Regions from separate parts of the Mus musculus genome. Here region 1 is linked to region 2. Evidence: chromatin contacts called from public Micro-C data. All regions are on one chromosome and are shown on one strand. Each heading gives the region's core, a stretch centred on a gene start, on an enhancer-like site or on the middle of the called end of the contact. The rest is flanking DNA. Distances are from core to core; before and after follow the strand shown.

Evidence for each region. Hi-C and Micro-C count contacts between places; a contact is called where the count stands out from the background.
Region 1: a contact with region 2 is called in a Micro-C map of the G1E-ER4 cell line. The contact joins two enhancer-like sites. A contact is called at or near these places in 3 of 484 Hi-C or Micro-C datasets (all in the G1E-ER4 cell line) and 3 of 115 datasets of contacts at active chromatin or transcription factors (embryonic basal ganglia, forebrain and stem cell-derived neural progenitor cells).

What each region holds. Positions count from the first base shown.
Region 1 is chr2:173,034,525-173,040,691 of GRCm38.p6, reverse strand. It overlaps Rbm38 (RNA binding motif protein 38), which reads right to left. Exons shown (of 4, transcript NM_019547.2): 4 at 5,958-6,167. Among named protein-coding and RNA genes, the nearest start is that of Gm36337, 13 kb to the left of the region's middle. RefSeq lists an enhancer at 3,852-5,894. Within about 2 kb of position 2,296, at least 47 of the 459 cell types and tissues checked have an H3K27ac peak or open chromatin away from gene starts, as enhancers often do. A contact at or near this core is called in the G1E-ER4 cell line, where this site is marked.
Region 2 is chr2:172,501,062-172,507,512 of GRCm38.p6, reverse strand. All of the region lies in intron 2 of Gm40009 (a long non-coding RNA gene), which reads right to left. Among named protein-coding and RNA genes, the nearest start is that of Gm40009, 10 kb to the right of the region's middle. Within about 2 kb of position 5,117, at least 16 of the 459 cell types and tissues checked have an H3K27ac peak or open chromatin away from gene starts, as enhancers often do. A contact at or near this core is called in the G1E-ER4 cell line, where this site is marked.

The sequences.
Region 1 (6,167 bases), core at 1,047-3,546, 540 kb before region 2:
GACATGGTATTTGGGTTCTGGAATGACAAAACCCTGTTCTGCATTGGGATCACAGGGTCCAGCTGAGTCACACTCCTGGCCCTCCAAGGCCAGTAAGGCCCTCCAAGACTCAGTAAAGAAGTGCTGGCTGAGGCCTTCCTCAGCCCCTCCTTAAGCCTGACACTTTCTACAAAGCTCCGTCCACCCACCCTGAGCCAGGATCTCTCTGCAGGTACTCTGCATGGCCCCAGATAGTGGCACTTATGTATGGGAGATTCTGAGGTGCTCCCCCCGCCACAGTGCTCCCAGACACACAGTAGGCTGTGCCTGCTTCCCAGACAAAGGTGAGTGTGGGTGTGACATGTCACCTGTCTGCCATGCCCAGGCCCCACGCCCCCACCCTAGCTAGATTCCTGCGACTCAGGGCTAGATGGTGCCACCCCATCACTTTTTGTTGTTCCTGGACCCCAAGTGACCCATCAGCCTAGCCCCTCAGTTCCTCCTTCATGAATGTCTATTTTTGTTTCACGTGTATTGGTGTTCAGCCTGCATGTGTATCTGAGGGTGCCAGATCTTCTGGAACTGGAGTTATAGTTACAGTTGTGAGATACCATGCAGGTGCTGGGAATTGAACCTGGGGCCTCTGGAAGAGCAGCTAGTGCTCTTAAATACTAAGTCATCTCCCCAGCCCCCAAATGACCTCTTCACTTCCAGTTGGCCTCCCCTCCAGCCACTGTGGACACATCCCTCCAATACATCAAACCCCATCCCACCAGGACCTGTGTGTGTGGTGTGTGCTTCCTTCTGCCCCATGCATGCTCTTAGCATGCACTTCTCCGTGGCTCTTCACAGAGGCCTGCCTGATAAGACCCAGAGGCGAGTTCACCATCGCATCGCTCCCTCTTCCATCCTTCCTGCCACTCTTGACAAGGGTCCAAGTCATGTGCTCAGGAAAGTGCAGTTCATGTCCAGGTAGAAATGATGCATTTGTTGGGGACCTGGGACACACTGGCGCACTGTTTGCTCAGAGGTGGCATCCGCTGCCCTCTGCTCCTGATGGCGAGTGTGAAGTCCTCTCTGCAGAACCTGGGGTGTTCTGGGGCTCATCATCTGCAGTCAGTGGTAAGGGGGTCCACCTTTGCACTGAGCCAGCCCTCAGCCTCACAGGGGGTCAGTGTGGCTGTAAAAGACAGGGTATGACCCACCTTCCTTGAACAGTTATGTAAACCTGGCTGCAGGAGATGTGTGTGTGTGTGTGTGTGTGTGTGTGTGTGTGTGTGTGTGTGTATGTGTGTGTTGCTGGGGATGGACTCCTGGGCTTTGTCCACCCCAACTCTAACACTGAGGTGCATTCCCAGCCCTCCAAGGAGGGGTTCTAAAATACTTTTGTGTACAGTTTCCTCAATTCTGAAAGGTGCTTTTCTGCCCCTCGGCTTCAGTTGTTATATAAGGAACTCCCCCAAACTTTGTGGCTTCCTGTTATACGCTCCTTTGTCTCTGCACAGGGCCTGGCCCCAAGTGCCAATCCTGCATCCTGTGTGGTTGGAAGCTGAGGCAGGAGGATCTCAAGTTCCAGGCTATAACCTGGGATATAGAGTGAAGCCCTGTCTCAAAAACTTAACTAAGAAAACAGCCAATATCTTCTGTGCGCACACAAATCATTCCAGCGCTTCTCTCTCTACTCTCTCTCTCTCGTTTAAAGATTTATTTATTATATATAAGTACACTGTAGCTGTCGTCAGAAGAGGGCATCAGATCCTATTACGTGTGGTTGTGAGCCACCATGTGGTTGCTGGGATTTGAACTCAAGACCTCTGGAAGAACAGTCAGTGCTCTTAACCGCTGAGCCATCTCTCCAGCCCCCATCACTTCTCTCTGTGCGCACACAGACACGCATGCACAAAACCACCCCACTGATTCTCTATCAGAGTATGTTTATCTGTATTGCAAGTGACAAGTATTTGTTGATTTACTTACATTCCCTTTGAGACAGGGTCTCACTGTGAAACAGAGGCTGGCTCCAAACTCAAGGTAATCCTCCTGCCTCAGTCTCCTGAGTACTGAGATTATTTATAGGCTTAAATTGCAAAACCCAATCTCTATTCTTAAAATTCCTCTAAGAATGCCCCCATCACCAGGCAGGGGCCAGCAGGTGGCACCCAGGGCTTTCTGAGCCGTGGGTCATGCAGGAGCTGGGGGTGGGGTGGTATAAGCTCCCCATCTCTGTTCTCAACCCCTGTGAGCAGCCAGAGGTAGAATACCAGGCTGATAGGCAAAGCCCGACTCTTTATCAGCAGCCCCAGGAGGTACTGGGAGGGCAGGTGCCAGCCCCTCCCCCAGCCCGAGGAGACACCCAGAACACAGAGCTCTCCGAAGCTGTATCTAGACACACCAACCTGTTTCCTGGGGTCCTGGCTCAGTGTTTACATGTCTGAGGAAAAACACCAGTGTGACTCAGCAGGCAGGGAGGCCTGTGAGTGGGGGCAACACCCAGCTGGCTGTGGGTGAGGTGGAAGACACAGGGTGGTGGCCTGAACCAGGACCTAAGGTCTCACATGGCTAGATTCAAGGTGCTTGGGCTACAACGGGCCCAGCCACTCTCCAGCACTCTGGCAGCATCTGGGCACTGCTGGATCTTCTGTGCCTTGGATGCCTATCTGGCACAGGAATGGCCAACCTCCCGTGGGATGCCAGGGTCTCAGGGACATGCCAGATGAGCTCACCAGTCCTCAGACTCCAAGGACAGCCTGAGTTCTGGAGACAGGAGGTTGGAACTGGTGGTGTTGCTGTGGATATCTGGAACTATGGCTACTCTCTCAGGGGAGCAGAGGCCTTAAGCTCAAATGGTTTCATGGGAATCGGGTGTAAATCTCACTTCTGCTGACTGCCCAGTCTTTCTCGGGGCTCTGTGAGATGAGTACCGACCTCACCTCAGATTCTACTGGGCAGCTTACCTAAGCCATCTCCTTTCATTTCTGTGATGATCCAGGGAGGTGGGACGTGGTAACTAGTCAGTTTACAGGAGATAGAACTATGGCTGGGTCAATCACCAAGCATCAGGACAGCTGCTGGGGCTCCAGCCCTCATGTCCAAGCTCTAGAGTGGTAGAGCCAGAGACGGCCTGCACATTGGCCCCTCCCACTGTAGCCTGACTGCAGTAGGTCTGTATACTTGATAGAGAAATGGAGACATGAGGAAGGATGGTCACCATGTCCCACCGGGCACTCTTGGGTGCCAGCTGGCCAGTGGACCACAACATAGATGTATAGGCAGGTCAACTCTGCCCCAACCCAGCTCCCTTCAACAGAGAGCTGTCCATCACACTCCCTGGGCGGGAGCTCAGTGAGGAGCCGAGGCAGTGGGAGCAGAAGCATGGGCAGCTACAGCCCCAACCCTGCCCAGGATCACAAATGCCTACACTGGGACTCTGCCCTCTGAGACAAGGGAGATTTATATCTGAGGACCAACCTCTAGTGCAAGGGGAAGCAATTGGCTCTTGTTTAAAACAGACAGACAAGGGCGGTGGTGGCACACACCTTTAATCCCAGCACTTGGGAGGCAGAGGCAGGCGGATTTCTGAGTTCGAGGCTAGCCTGGTCTACAGAGTGAGTTCCAGAACGGCCAGGGCTATACAGAGAAACCCTGTCTCGGAAAAACAAAACAAAACCAAAAAAACCAAAAAAAAAAGCCACAAAAGACAGACAGACACGACAGACAGACACACACACACACTTGAGGACCAGCTTACAACTGATCCTAAGAGCCTCACAGATGTTACCAAGACCCCGTTTGGCTCCCAGCTCACCCTCATCAGCCTGTCCATCAATCAACAAGCCCTGCCCCGCCTCCCTGACAAAACTCAGGGTTATCTGTTCCTAGCCTGCTTCCTCCAGAAAAGCCCCCCTTCCTCCAGAAAGCTCCTGTGGCTCCTGTGACCCAGACAGGGCCCACATCCATTCCTGACCCAATTGCTGGGGTATGGAGCGTGAATGACTGCTCAGCTGGGGACACTAGGTGGCAGGAGGGGGCCCCTTGACCCCACCCAACCACTGGGCCCAGGAAGACTGAAGCTACTGCTAGGCAGAGTGGAGTCAGCCTAGCTTGTGCAGAGGAAACTGAGCCCAGGAAGGACCTGGGAACACACACATGCAAGAGCCCAGGGGACAGAGTGAGCCCGGTGAGGCCTCTGGAGGTGATTTTACAACCACTGTATGGCTCCCCTCCTTAGGGGCCATGACTGCATTGGAGTGCAGGACACTAATGAGTTGGGGCTAAGGAAAGTACCTAGGGCCACAGGCTCCAAATTCAGGTCTCAGGACTCTCTGGGCCTGCATGTTCCCACCCCTGCCAGTCTTCAGGCTGCAGAAGGCCACTCCTGAGAGTCCTCAGCTTGAGACACTGGCTAGAGGCAGTCTTCATGCTTGAACAACAAATAGGATCTGACAGTGACTCGCACATCTTGAGCCCTGAGAGATTCACAGGGGTGGGTGCCCAGGGATGGAGATCCGGGTGAACAGAGGTAGGTCCCCAGAGAAAGGTGGAGACTGCGTGGCCGACCAATGTGGCAACTGGACCTTAGTTAAGCTCTGGGCTCTGGACAAACACTGCGAATGACACCCAACTGAACTTTCCATATAGGATAGCAGTAGGGCTCAGCTCACCTCTCTTGCCTGCTGCCCACCTGCACTTAGCTAGAAGAAAAAGCTCCAGCAGGGAGTAGCAAGTACTGTCCCTGCAGAGAGAAGTCCAGCCCAGGGCCCTGGGTCCTCCCTTCCTGTTCCTCCCAACCAGATCTGGCCCCTCCCCAAGTGACTCCAACTCAAACTGCAGCTGCCAGAGTCCTTACCTACCACACAACACAGATGGCACGCATGGGTCCTGTTCATATTATCCGGGATACCTGGCCATGGGGTATGCGTGCGCATATGTTGCTTTGCAGATAACTGCAAGTGTATACCTGAGCCGAGCCAGATATCTGTATCCACACAGTTGTGTGTGGAGTTTTTGTGTGTATCCTGTGTGTCCCCAGGCCATGTACAAATGCACATGTCCATGGTGGAGCATCAGTCTGTAAGCATGCACATGCATGGGCGTGTGTGTCCCCTGGGTTACACTGTGCACCAGGTCTGTGCTGGCACCTGGAGACACGAATGAGAGAAGTCCTGTCCTTGGGAAAAATCCCTGTTCTGGGACGTGGCCTCTCCTACACCAGATCTTTCACCAAGCTATACCAGGGCCAATGGTGACTCTGCTGGGAAACTGTCCTGTAGCAAGAACAGCAGGTGTCATCACCCTCACTGATGGTAATGTGGTGTGCCCCTGGCTCAAAAAGGCACCTCCAACTTTAAAGTCTCTTAGGCTTGCTCTGTCAAGACCCAGGAGGGCACTGTCCAGACCAGGGGGCTTCCTGCGGGCCTGTTCTTGTGCTGCCACCAGCTGATAAGAGACAGGAAGTATACTGGCTTCGAATGGCCTTCCTGATAACCCTGGCAGTGCCCGCCACCCCTCCCTGGCCCCACACTCTTATCTTCAGCAGCAAATGTCAGCTGTGGGCTGAGAGCCCCACAGTGACCTCCTGACCCTTCAGTGTTTGCAAACTGACACTTAAGAGGTAGAGGCCTGGGATGAAACCAAACCCAGGCCTGTCAGCCCAAACGGGCATGGGCCACAGGAGCAGGGAGAAGGCACATCTCTAAGTCAAATCAGAGGGAAACCAGGGACAGTGCAAGAGAGCAGACCCAGGCCCCCGTCTAAAGACGAGCATCAGGTCAACAGTGACCGTCCCCAGTCTGCTGCTGCAGATACCTACCTTATGGGGCTGGAGCCCTTCCGTTCAGAAGGGGCACACTGGAGCAAGCCCTGCTGGTCACTGAAGCTAGTGATCAGCAGAGGCTGAAGCAGGGTAAGGGTTCCATGGACAGCTGCCAAAAACCCTGGACACAGGACCACCTTGCCATTGAGAAAAACCTCAAACCACCTTTTTCTTTAAAGAAAACAAGTTTTATTTTTTATAATCAGAACATTCTAATAAAAATATTATTATAACATTACTCCCTCTGTCCTCCAGGCCTTGACTAACAGGCATGCTGTGGAGTTCCCGCCCGCACACTGGCTCCCTGAGGTAGGTGTGGAGGGACCCACTGCCCAGCCTGCGGGCAGCCCATGCTGCCAGAGATACCCACTCCTCC
Region 2 (6,451 bases), core at 3,868-6,367:
CTGACGAGCCATCTTTCTGTCCTGTCTTGTTCTTTTATGTACACGTGAACACAGACCAAGAAAATAAATCTTTCAAATGATGCAGGTGAACGAGACCCCCACAGAGCTGCAGCTCCCCCTACCCTGTAACTGTGTCCTGTCATTGCATGGATCAGTCTCCTACAGTGTGGGAGGGGACTCATGCGTATATGAGAGAGAGGACAGAAGTCATGAGGGGCTGTCTGGAAGGCTGTCTGGCTCCCACAGCCTGTCCTCTCCTTCCTGCAAGTCTGCAGTGACTTACCTACGATCTCTCCATCACATCTGGCCAGTGAAGCTTCATCCTGAGGTTCGACGTGGGATGAGCCAAGTGCTTCCTAAATCCACATCTCTCTCCAGACTCAAGCTTGCAGATGACGTGAGCAAGCACTTTCACTCTTCCTCATGGGTTCCCTTCCCTAGACTACTGGCCATCTAACCCAGGGCATTGCTGTGTTGAATAAGTACTCCATTACCCGGCTTCAATACCAGCTCCACATTTGCCCCTCTCCTTCCTCCTGAAAGCAAGACTCTTCTGTGGCCTAGGTTTGATTTGAACTCTCTAAGTAGCTTTATAAACACCCTGCCTCCATCTCCCTAGTGTTGGAATTGTGGGCACGCACCACCACACCCTGTGTATGTCAGGCCTAGGCCATTATCCGTAGCCCTGTTTGGTTTTGCTTTGATACAGGATCAGGTTGATCTGATCACACGTGATCCTCCTGCCTCAGCCTCTTGAGCTCCTAAGTGCTGGGATTTCAGATATGAGTCCCACAGCTAGGTAAATAGCCTCTTCTCCATGGGATCGCAGTCCCTCTTAGCAAACGGTAATATTCAGAAATCAAGACCTGGGAGCGAGGTGCCCATTGCTCTTGGGTGCTACTTCTCCTAAGTTCTCATGGTGGTCAGCATAGACGGGTATGTATACATGTGTGCACACGTGTGCTCTGCCTGGAGGCACGCCTGTATATCGGCAACCACTTCTGTGTCGTGTATTGAACATTCAGATAAAATCGCCACACTCTGGAAAGTTGTATGACGTTCATTCTGCTATCCCGTCCACCCTTGGCTCTCTGTCCTCTCAGTCAGGAACACGCGGGATGTGATGGTGTGCACACTGTAGTCCAGGCCCCCAGAAGGTGGAGGCAGGGGGATGAGGAGTTCAAAGTCCTCCCCAGCCTCTCAACCACATGGTAAGTTGGCAGCCAGCCTGGGTTTTGTTAAACTCTCTCTAAGGAAACAAATGTTTACAAAGTAAAACAGAAAATAGCAACTACAAAGAAGAAGATATTTTTGTTTTGTTTTTGAGACAGGGTTTCTCTGTGTAGCCCTGGCTGTCCTGGAACTCACTCTGTAGACCAGGCTGGCCTCGAACTCAGAAATCCACCTGCCTCTGCCTCCCAAGTGCTGGGATTAAAGGCATGTGCCACCACTGCCCGGCAGAAGGAGATATTTTTAGTATGTGCTATTGTATGTAGAGATTGGGGTATCACAGCTGCAGGCTCTAAAGCTTAAGAGTGGACAGAGATTGTCACCTGAGTTTGTGAAGCCGAGTAAGAGTCCAAGACAGGCAGGTCTTACTGGTGGTAAGGAGGAGATACCCGTGCCCCCAAAGAGTCTTGAGAGTATAAGGCCCAGAAAGGAAGCTCCTGGCTCTTACCCTTCATAGCCCATTCACTACCCCATGCCCATGAGTGGAAAGATTCCTGTCACCCACCCCAGCTGAGTCCCACTACTTATGAAGGACCAGCAAGCAGCTGAAGCCCAGTCCTTCCTATCTATAGCCCACATGTGGCCTGCGATACTAGTCGGGGAAGCCAGTGTGTAGTTATTCTGCCTTGCTTGCCTTGTGAGGGTGGAAGCCAGGACTTCCTGCATTTTGGATGAACTCTGCCACCGAGCCCCACCCTGTGGCTTTGAGCTGCTATGGGGAGGAGGAGAATTCAGGGCCAGCATCTCCCCTGGGAGACACCTGCATCTCCATCTCACCCTCTGCTCTCAGCAGGCTGTTCCAAGTCTCCTGGGGCAGCAGGGGTTGGCTGGGGAGAAGCTGGGGTATTTCCAGTGAGAGGCGTCTCAGCTCCTCTCTGCAGAGTGCACTGTCAAGCAGGAAGGAAGGAGCTGTCCTTCCCAGCCCTGAGTATTGCCCAAAGCATGCAGGTTCTCTGGTCCTCTGGTTCCCACAGCAGGGTGTGGCACAAAGCTGTTGAGGTGCCTCCAGGAGCAGAAAAGGAGACTGTGTAAGTGAGTACAAGTGTTTGTACATGTGTGCCTGTGTACGTGTGTATGTGTGTGTGTAAGGGTGAGCGTAACCATACATGTATATGTGTGTGAGTGCATGTGTGTGAGTGTGTATGTGTGTGAGCTTGTATGTATGTATGTGTGAGTGTGTATGTGTGTGAGCAAGTATGTGTGTTTGTGCATGTGTGTGTATGTGTGTGTTTGCACATGCCTGTACATGTGTATGCATGTGTGTGAGTGCATGTGTTTGAGTGTATATGTGTATGTGTGTGCATGTGTGTGAGCATGCATGTGTGTGTATGTGTGTGAGCGTGTATGTATGTGTGTGAGCAAGTATGTGTGTTTGTGTGTGTATGTGCACATGCCTGTACATGTGTATGCATGTGTGTGAGTGCATGTGTTTGAGTGTATATGTGTGTGCATGTGTGTGAACATGTATGTGTGTGTGTATGTGTGTCAGTGTGTATATGTGTATGTGCATGAATACATTGTGCAAGTGTGTGTGTGTGTGTGTGTGTGTGTGTGTGTGTGTTACTGGGAGTGGAGCCTGGGGAGGCCTAGTCATGCTTGGCAAACCCTTTGCCCCTGAGCTGCGTCCTCAACCCAGCAAACCCATTTTATAGCTTTCACTTCACGTTGAAATATAAGAATGGAAATGTTGCGTGGGTGAAGCGCTTGTTACACAGCGTGAGGACACAGATGCAGGTCCCCAGCACCCACAGAGTTGGTAAGGAGTGGACGCCTGTAATCCCAGCAGTGGGGTAACGGACAAGAGGGTTCCTAGGCCTCCCTGCTGAACAGTCCAGCTGAATCGGCAAGCTTGTGGTTCAGTGAGAGTCCCTGTCACAAAAAAGTAAGGGCAAGAGAGGAGTGGTGTGGTGCTGCTGGTATCCAATGCTAAATGCTGGACCCTGAAGATGTGGGGAGCAGATCCTCCGGTACCCGAGTGATGCCATGGGAACCAGAGCTGTGATTGGGCAGTGGAGGGAGAAAGGTGGGATGCCATGGGAACCAGAGCTGTGATTGGGCAGTGGAGGGAGAAAGGTGGGACTGGAGGTTCATGAGAGGGGTTGTAGGGAAAGAGAGAGAGAGGAAGACGGGGAACAGAGGAGGAAACCACTATGGACCAGAACTGTGTGACCAGGAGGAATAGCCAGTAACAAGGCACGTTATAACTGGGGAATAAGTTAGCATAGCCTTAGATATGCCCAATCTAGGCTTATGGCTTGTAAGTAAAATAAGTGAATTGTGTCTCTTTTATGTAGGCTTAATTAGGATTATAAATTCCTACTACAGAAGAGTAACTGACTTCTGGCCTCCCCCTGCATGTGCAATCCCTGTCACATGCTCATGACATACACACACACACTCAGATACTCACCCTCAGACACACACACTTAGACACTCAGATACACACAGAGAGACACACACACAGACACACTCAGACAAAGACACACATACACACACACGTGCACACACATTCAGATGTTCACACTCAGACATATACACAGAGACACACACTCACACATATACACACTCAGACATGGACACACTTGGACAATAATACAGACACACGCAAACTCAGATACTCACACTCAGACATACACACTTAGACACACAAATGCATACACTCAGATACGCACAGAGAGACATACACTCACACATACACACACTCAGATACAAGCACACTCAGACACACACACACATGTACACACACACACACACACACTGAATAGAACTGAATGAGAGTAATCATTTGACCCAGGTTGCATAAAATACCTAAAGTATTTTTGGTTTGTTGTTGTTATTTTGTTTTGTTTTATTTATTTCTGAGACAGGGTTTCTCTGTGTAGTCCTGGCTCACTCTGTAGACCAGGCTGGCCTCAAACTCAGAGATTCTCCAGCATCTGTCTCCTGGGATTAAAATCACGAACCACCACCATGCCCACCTCTTACCTAAAATTATATAAACTCTGAAGATAGCTCCCCAAGAGCACATTGCTCCCGAACCCAGAACGCCTAACTGTCCCTTCTCCCACTTTCTTGAGACAAAGTCCAATGGATTCCAGGATGGCCTTGAACTCTGTAACTGAGGATGGTCTTGAACTCCTGACCCTCCAGCCTCTACCTCCCAAGTGCTGGGCTTGTGCCCTGCATCACCACACCCAGTTTAAACTGCTCTAGGGATCAGATCCAGGGCTTCATGCACAGTAGGTCAACATACTGCGAATCACCCGACCCCAACCCTTTCACCCCACTGCCTTCCGGAACAGCTCAGAGCCTTTTGTGTGTGGATCACACACGTCAGTGGTGATGAGCCCCTTGCCTGGAGTCCAGTGGAGACTGGGCAGCTCTCACCAAGTCTTAGCCTTACAGAGATGTCCAACATGGCCCATGGGTTGTGAGAACATGCATGTATTTATTTTACGTGGCATTCTGACACTAGTTGTCATCTATAAAGCTCATACTTGAGAACTGGACAGAATTACAATATCATAAAACAAAATCTTACGATGTTCTTAGATCTTGTGTTGGATCACAAAGCTGTCCCAGAAGATAAGTTGGATACCCCCACACCACGCTATCTTCCCAGGGCCAGTTTCCTATCTGGGAGATTAGCAAGGACTCTGGGAAGGTAAGACAGCAGAGCTATAAAGTACAGATTTTCAAGGCTGCTGCAGAAGGAGCTGTTTGCCAGATGTGGATGAAGGGCTGTGACCTCAGACACACAGTTTGCAGCTGCCGCTCACACACACGCAGTTCCTGATAGCTGCGCGGTGTCCTGAGGGGAGGCCTCTCTTCCCTCAGCCTTCCAGTTTCCTCTTCTGAAAATCCAGGGAGTGTTGGGCAAGCTCATCGCCAGATGCCTTACATTCTGCGCACCTGACACATGCCTCGCAGCGCAGGCTCCATTGGAGGGAGCTGGCCGTGAGCAGGAAGAAGCCCGGCGTGAAGGGAGGTATGACTTCTGGCCTTACTAACTTCATTCCTGAGCCCCGCTCGGGAATACCCTGCGGACTCACTATCTTCCTGGTCAGTCCCCACCTGGAGTTTGAAGCCCCAGGCTCTGAGTTCCAAATTCAGACCCCAGAACTGTGCACACATGTGCTGACGGGAAGGACACCAGGCCTTAGTGCAGATGACATGCAAATTCATGACGTCAACAGCACTTTTTTTTTTTTTGGTAAAGAAAATCATTATTATGTATGTGAGCTAACTAATTAAATAAAATAAAATCAATGTAAAATGTTGCCCGTTGCTTTCTTTTCACTTCTTCCTCTCTGGAGGAAGGCCGAGGCTGGTGTGTATGTGTGTGTGTGTGTGTGTACTCCACAGCCCCAGCCCCCAGGAAGCAGGAGCAGGAGGGTCCCTGTAAGTTTGAGGCCAAAACACAGATATACATAGATATACACAGATACATATACATGCAGACATACACAAAGATCACACACACACACACACACTTTCTTGAGACACAGTGATGGCTTTCAATTCTCTTCTCCTTGGGCCTTTACTCTGAGAGGTGTGTCTTCAGTTGTATCGTTGGGAACTGTGGCTTGGGGTTGTGAGGACCAGGAATTGGTCTCAGCCCTTACATTGGGACTTTGGAGAGAAGCCTTAATCCTGACTCCAAATCCTCCCTCCATGCGTGAGCCTAAAGCATGGGGGGGGGGAACGCAATGCCACAGTTTGACCACAAGGTGGAGAACTAAGGCTAAGCGTTTGCTTGTAAGGCATTTCCATTAAAGAGTAGGTGTCAGGAAGGGATGGCCAGGGTCTTCTCCCTCTCTCTCCCTCTCTCCCCCTCTCCCTCTCTCTCCCTCTCTCCCTCTCCCCCTCTCTCCCTCTCCCCCTCCTCTCTTCTCTCTTCTCCCTCCCCTCCCCCTTTCCCTCCCCACCCCCTTCTCTTTCTGTGTTTCTCTTTTTGACCCAGGGTCTCATTACATAAACAATCTGGCCTCCAACTGGCAGAGATCTGCCGCCTCTGCCTCCCCATGTTAGGGTTAAAGAGGTGTATTCAGCCAAACCTGTCTATTTTTTTTTGACACAGAGACTTGTTACATAGACCAGGCTGGCCTTGGGCATGTGGTGATCCTCCTGCCTCTGTCATGAGTGTGTGAGATTGTGTGTGAGATTATAAACAGGCGCCACTTGGCTGGGGCCACACCCTAGTCTCTATCTCTAAGCCTGC